Regions from separate parts of the Mus musculus genome. Here region 1 is linked to region 2. The links are chromatin contacts, called in public Hi-C maps. All regions are on one chromosome and are shown on one strand. The core of a region is the stretch at or near the end of the contact, and the rest is flanking DNA. Distances in the headings are between cores, read along the strand shown. Region 1 holds the start of Pcp4 (Purkinje cell protein 4). Region 2 overlaps Igsf5 (immunoglobulin superfamily, member 5).

Region 1 (2,879 bases), core at 211-2,710, 68 kb before region 2:
TGAATCGGTTGGTCCACTTCCCTGTGCCTCAGTTTCCTCCTCTGTCACCGACTGCCCAGGATATGGAGAGGCTCACAGAAGGGGACACATGTGGGAGTGCTTGGCACTGCTCTCAGCATTTACACCATGAGGCAACCAATGGCTGTCACTGTGGCTTCTGTTCCCAGGGTTGCCAGGAGACTCCCATCTCCCAGCCCAGATCCACCCTCCTCCTCCCCCAAGCTCTTGGCTCTCTCCCAAGTCCTGTGCCTGGGTGCTGCACCACCTTGCCCTTCTGCCTGTTGTTTGGATCCAAAGCTGTCCATAGAGGAGAGAGGAGCTGCGAGGAGACATTTGATTTCTGAAGTTGTTAATTCTACTCTAGACTTCCAAAAAAAGATCACCCATCTGTCAAACATTTTTTTTAAATAAAATACAAAGAAGATAACAGATCTTTCACAGTAATTAAGTATCAAGTGAGAGGAAATGAAAACAGACTTGGCTGGGCATCTAGTTGAAGAGGATAGCACTGTGTAACCCCAAATCTTGTGGGAGAGATTACAGTTGCTTTTTAAAAGAAAAATATGCAAGCCACCAGCTTGTATATTCTATATACATTTAATCAGAAAAGGGTCTTGGGTTTAAAATGAGCTCTTTTGCCAACACTCCCTGATGCCTCAGAGGTAGCAGTTTCTCTCTCTCTCTCTCTCTCTCTCTCTCTCTCTCTCTCTCTCTCACACACACACACACACACACACACACACACACTCAAGCTTGGACTCCGAATGTTTTCCAGGGCTCTGATTAACTGATTAACTGCAAGCCCTGTCACAGACAATGATTCTGCAAGAGCTGCACTTAGGCACAAATCCTAACCCCCTTCCCCACCTCTTTTCTGAGACCGGATTTCCCAGGTGGCTAGCACTGTCTGCTAACATTCAGATTGTATCCCAAGGAAACACGTGAGGACGCACTCCCTGGAGAAAGCACAAATATTCATGAAAGAATCAAATAACTGGCTTTCTCTTCAGAGGTACAAAATCCTAAGTCATAGATCAGAAACAATATACCTACATCCCTTTCTCTTTCTAAGGCTAATTTCAAAAGTTGCAAACTTAGCAAATTTCTACACTGCATTCAAACAAAGCTATCAAGACAGCCTATGCTCAAAGCAAATAATAACAGGATCCATCTACCCCTCAGCCCCACTGGGCACCTTTTGGGTTTCTGAGAATCCCACAGGGGCAGAGCCTTCTCACTCTGCGGTTTCCCTGTGAGAGTGGAAGGATTGCTCACCTCACTCATGTTGGCCTGACTCCGCAGCTAGGTCCCACAGAACAGCTCAGAAGGCAATGCTCAGGGGTGGCTGCTTCCCTGGTCCTGGCTTTTCTCTTAAAAAGAGCTGCTGGGTGGCATCATGCCTCCCGCCAACCAATGAGAGGCATTCACCTGTCTGAACGCCTGCAGACATCCGAGAGCGCAAAGAGCCACCTAGTGGAGCACAGTGGAACTGCGTGGCAGGTCTCTGCTCCGTTTCCATCCAGGAACCAAGGAATTTGCTGCACACCAAAGCATCCACCCTAAAAGGATTCTATACCCTGCTGCAGAGATACTTGGTCATCCATGATCATGGCTGATCAGGTCACAATAGCAAGGAAAGAGACTCGTTCTAGATGCCCATCAGCAGTCAAAAGGATAATCAAGCTGCAGTATAGAAGATTTTAAGCCATTAAAAAACGGGGGAAGGGGGGAAATCATGACATTTGCAGCAAGATGGAAGAAAATGGGAAATATTACAGCAAGTGAGGTACGCCAGACTCAGAAGGACAAATTTCCCTGCTCATATGGAGATCCTGACTTCAACTTTTTACTGATGTGTTTATTTGAATGAGGGTGGGTTCAAGGGGTGGGGGTGGGGAGGGTAAACTACGACTTGTGATATGAGATTGAACAGGGAATACTGGGGATAGAAAGAAATAAATGGGGAGGAGGGGCAAGAAATGGTGGAGAAGAAGGGGTGGGGACAGCCAACTGAAACTCAAGACGTTTGAAATGCCACAAGGAAACCTGTTGCTTTGGAAGGTTTTATTTATTTTTATTTTTTTAATTTAAAGGAGAGAGAAACATAACAGTCACAGGCACACTGATGGTCACAGGACTGCCCCTGCCGATGGACTGGGAGGTGCAGGACTCACACCCTCTGGGACTGTATCTTACATGTCTATAATTGACAGACTCTGTTTCTCATTGAAGAGCAATGGGAAACTTTGTATGGAGTGGTTCTTATCCCTCTGGGCTCCCAGCTGTTCCCGGCCCCCTTTGGGGGCACCAGCTTCAGACTTTAGAGTTGACCACCCTCTGTTTAGAGTCCCCCCCCCAATCTGTCTGTCTGCTTGGACCCTAGAGTGGAAGGACATGTCTGTAGTGACCTTTGGAGTCCAGCAGTCTTGAATCCCACTTGGCAGTGACATGAGAGAAAACATCTGTTTTCACTTAGGGTTGTGACAGCCCCACCTAGGGACAGGACCCCATAAAAGGTCTCCTCACTTTGGCCCTGATGAGCCATTGGGGAAAGCAGCTCCTTTTTATACCTCTCAGTCCAGACCTTGTGAGCCTGGAAGTGTGGTGTCTGCCAGATAAGCAGCATTAGAGTGTATGCCCCAGCTGATCATGGTGAATATCAACATGACTAGCAAGACCATGTTGAGGGCCCCCCAAACCTTCCTTGGTGCCCCCAATACCTGTCCCAGTGCCTCCTGTACCCAGAAAGACCTGCACGACACCCCCGTCTACTGATTCCCTCTTCTCGGCTCAGCTGCATTCTCCTTCCCGAGTTGCCAGCTTTCTGTTCCAAGTTCTAACATCATGGCATCCTCTGTGTGTCTCCAAATGGAAAGGGC
Region 2 (2,700 bases), core at 71-2,570:
CACATGTGGGCAAAAACACCCATACACATAAAACAAATAAATCTTGAATACTCCAATACTCTAGGAAGACCCCACGTGGGGTTGAACAAAAAGGAGTTCCGGGCAATGGGGGATTAAGCAGTTCTGAAAGTCTATATCTTGCACCATTGATAAAGCTTACCATCCTCTGCGGTGATCCACAGCAGCCACTGTCCTACTTAAGATTCTGGCCACAGTGGCTAGCTTTCTACAGCCCCCTAACACTCTGTCCTTGTGACAATCCTTACCCTTAGAAGTCTTAAAAGGGCCTCTGCACTGAAACTATCAGAAAATGATGAAGGGCTTGACTCAAGAGCATCACCCTCACATATCTACTCCATGGCATTGGACAATAGCACTCTAGACTTCAACTGGAAAGACAAAGAACAGGAAAGAGTTGCGGGAGCTGCTCTGTCAGATGGGGTCTCTCAGCCTTCCAAAAGTGAGCCTGCCGCAGGGTAACTGTTGGATATAGGCTGTGATTAGAGTCATGCCACATAGTCCAGGATGAAGATACATATGTAGCAGCTTTCACCAGCCTAGAGATGGAGACTCAGGTGTGTGGTGCTCAGAGGTACTGGAAGCTGGGGCATTGACAGGAAACCTCCAAATAGCCCCCAAATGCTGCCATCTATTGAGCTGTACGTAGCCCTGAGCTCCTGCTTGGCAGTTGCTGTGCTGTTTACAGAGCCAAGCTTTTGCCTGCTCCAAGTCCTATTAGCAACAAGCAGGAGCCTCTGTTGCCGGTAGCACCCTGTGTCTCTATGGATAAGCCATTTTTCTGGCCCAATGAGCTCCTCAGTAACCCAGATGAGGAAGAGTACTGGCTGCAGGCCGGCTCACAGCTAGAGAGCTCAGTTTAGACTACAGCCCTTTCAGACTATGATCTGGATGAAAGAGGGGGCCGGGTCCTCAAAACAGTACAGCTTGTAGTCAATAACCCTGAACCCTGACTAGCCAGCATCCTAAGCTGGAGAAGAGCTGGAGGCCAGGGCATGTACAGAAATGCCCTCGTAGTAAAGGGGGGGGGGGGGCCTGTGACAAACTGGAGCCACACTGAAGCCTCAGAAGAAACAGAGAAAAGACAAGGGTACACTCTCAGCCACATTTCCTACCTTGCCAGGGTAAACTGGAAACAGATCAGTGCTGAGTGGAAGAGGGCTGGAGGATGGACGGTACACAGACTATAACATCCTTACAGGAGACAAAAGCTCTGAGAAACACTGCCCATCACCCTCAGGAGACTCCCAGACTGAACTGAGCTGAGGGACCTGGCATTCATGAAGTGCTACAATGTTTGAAGTACTAGTGTTTGAAGTGCTACAATGCTTTTACCTGGCCTTCTGTCCAAGCAACAACAAGAGTATCTTACACACCACACTTGCAGCTGGGTGGCAGGGAGCCCCTCAGCAGCCTGTCCTTATCAACTCATGATCCAACTCAGGGCGAGCCACCAGGACTGGACATAAAACACTCTCCACAGCCTGCGCACTGTTCCCGTTAACTGCCACCTCTTGGTTACCAGATGAGTGCTTCTAAAGAAACCCTGTCTCCTCTGCAACCCCAGCCCCCCTCCCCGCTTCGTCCAGATCCATCCAAAGATGCACAAGTCCAGGATCTGCTGTAATGAGAAAAACTGATCTCTTTGTTTCCCTGCCACTTAGCTTGAGGAAGTGACTGCAGTGTGTACTAGGAGTTAGTACTCTGTCACTGAGACCCACCTTCATTTGTGCCACAGTCCCACCCCTACCACCCCCGCCCTGCCCCCATATCCTCTGCTGGCTTTCTGTGTCCCCCTAACAAGATTTAAGTTTCCATGTTATCTAACTGAGCATCAGCAGACCCTCCTACCCACTTAAAGCCTGAAAGGTCTGTGTCATTAGCAGAATGCAGGCAGGCAGCTGGATCCCAGAGATGGGGAGACAAAACACAGTCCAGAGGTTGCCTGGAAATATAAGTCAATCCATTATGTCCAAAAAGAATAATCAGGGACCACAAAGACAACACACTCGATGCCACCGCCACAAGGCAACAGCAGTCACTGCACAGATCAAACCATACCGTGAGTGATTTAGAGGTCTGGAGCAGCTTCTTCAAAAGGAATGAGAAGAGAATGCCTCCTACCTGGGGACCTCAGGGCATGCATCTTTCTAGGAGTTTCACTTGTACAGGTCAGAGAAAGTTGATGGTTATGTTTTGCCAATTTTTAAGATATAAAATATTTCCTCCATATTAACTCCAACTGACACATGTATGACAACCAGTGCTGACTCTGTATTAGAAAAGGAGCATACTGTGTTCTCACAGTTTAATTATTGTCTTGTCCAGCAAACACGACAGACTTACACATTCAACTGCACGCTGAGTCTCCATGATGACATCTCATGGAGACCTCAGAAGCATTCCACATTTGCTCTTTCTACCCAAACCCTGTCTCTTAGCAATCTGACAGTGACAGCTCCAACCTCCAAGAGGTTCCAAACATATTCCTGACCAAGGACTTTCCCCATCTCCACCCAAACTCCAGTCCCAACCAGATCTTCCCCACTCTCAACCTCATGGCCACAGACCTTATATGCATAGCAAACCACACTTATTCTCCTGACTTTCAAACCCAGCACCCAGCATTCTTCCAAGAGACAAAGGGCCCAAGGGCCCAGTGTAGGTGTGCATTACACAGAT

Evidence for each region. A called contact is a pair of places that touch in the nucleus more often than the background predicts.
Region 1: a Hi-C map of the N1E-115 cell line shows a contact between it and region 2, with 10 times the contacts expected there. The contact joins the promoter of Pcp4 here to the enhancer-like site in region 2. A contact is called at or near these places in 7 of 39 promoter capture datasets (the C10 cell line, cranial neural crest, embryonic stem cells and 4 more), 5 of 484 Hi-C or Micro-C datasets (ECoMG myeloid progenitors, the N1E-115 cell line, cardiomyocytes and 2 more) and 1 of 9 other capture datasets (adipose tissue).

What each region holds. Positions count from the first base shown.
Region 1 is chr16:96,466,187-96,469,065 of GRCm38.p6, reverse strand. Pcp4 (Purkinje cell protein 4) reads right to left here and starts at 1,460. Exons shown (of 3, transcript NM_008791.3): 1 at 1,276-1,460. The coding sequence starts at 1,284.
Region 2 is chr16:96,398,296-96,400,995 of GRCm38.p6, reverse strand. All of the region lies in intron 8 of Igsf5 (immunoglobulin superfamily, member 5), which reads right to left. Among named protein-coding and RNA genes, the nearest start is that of Gm32358, 27 kb to the left of the region's middle. Within about 2 kb of position 1,320, at least 15 of the 459 cell types and tissues checked have an H3K27ac peak or open chromatin away from gene starts, as enhancers often do. A contact at or near this core is called in the N1E-115 cell line and hippocampal neurons, where this site is marked.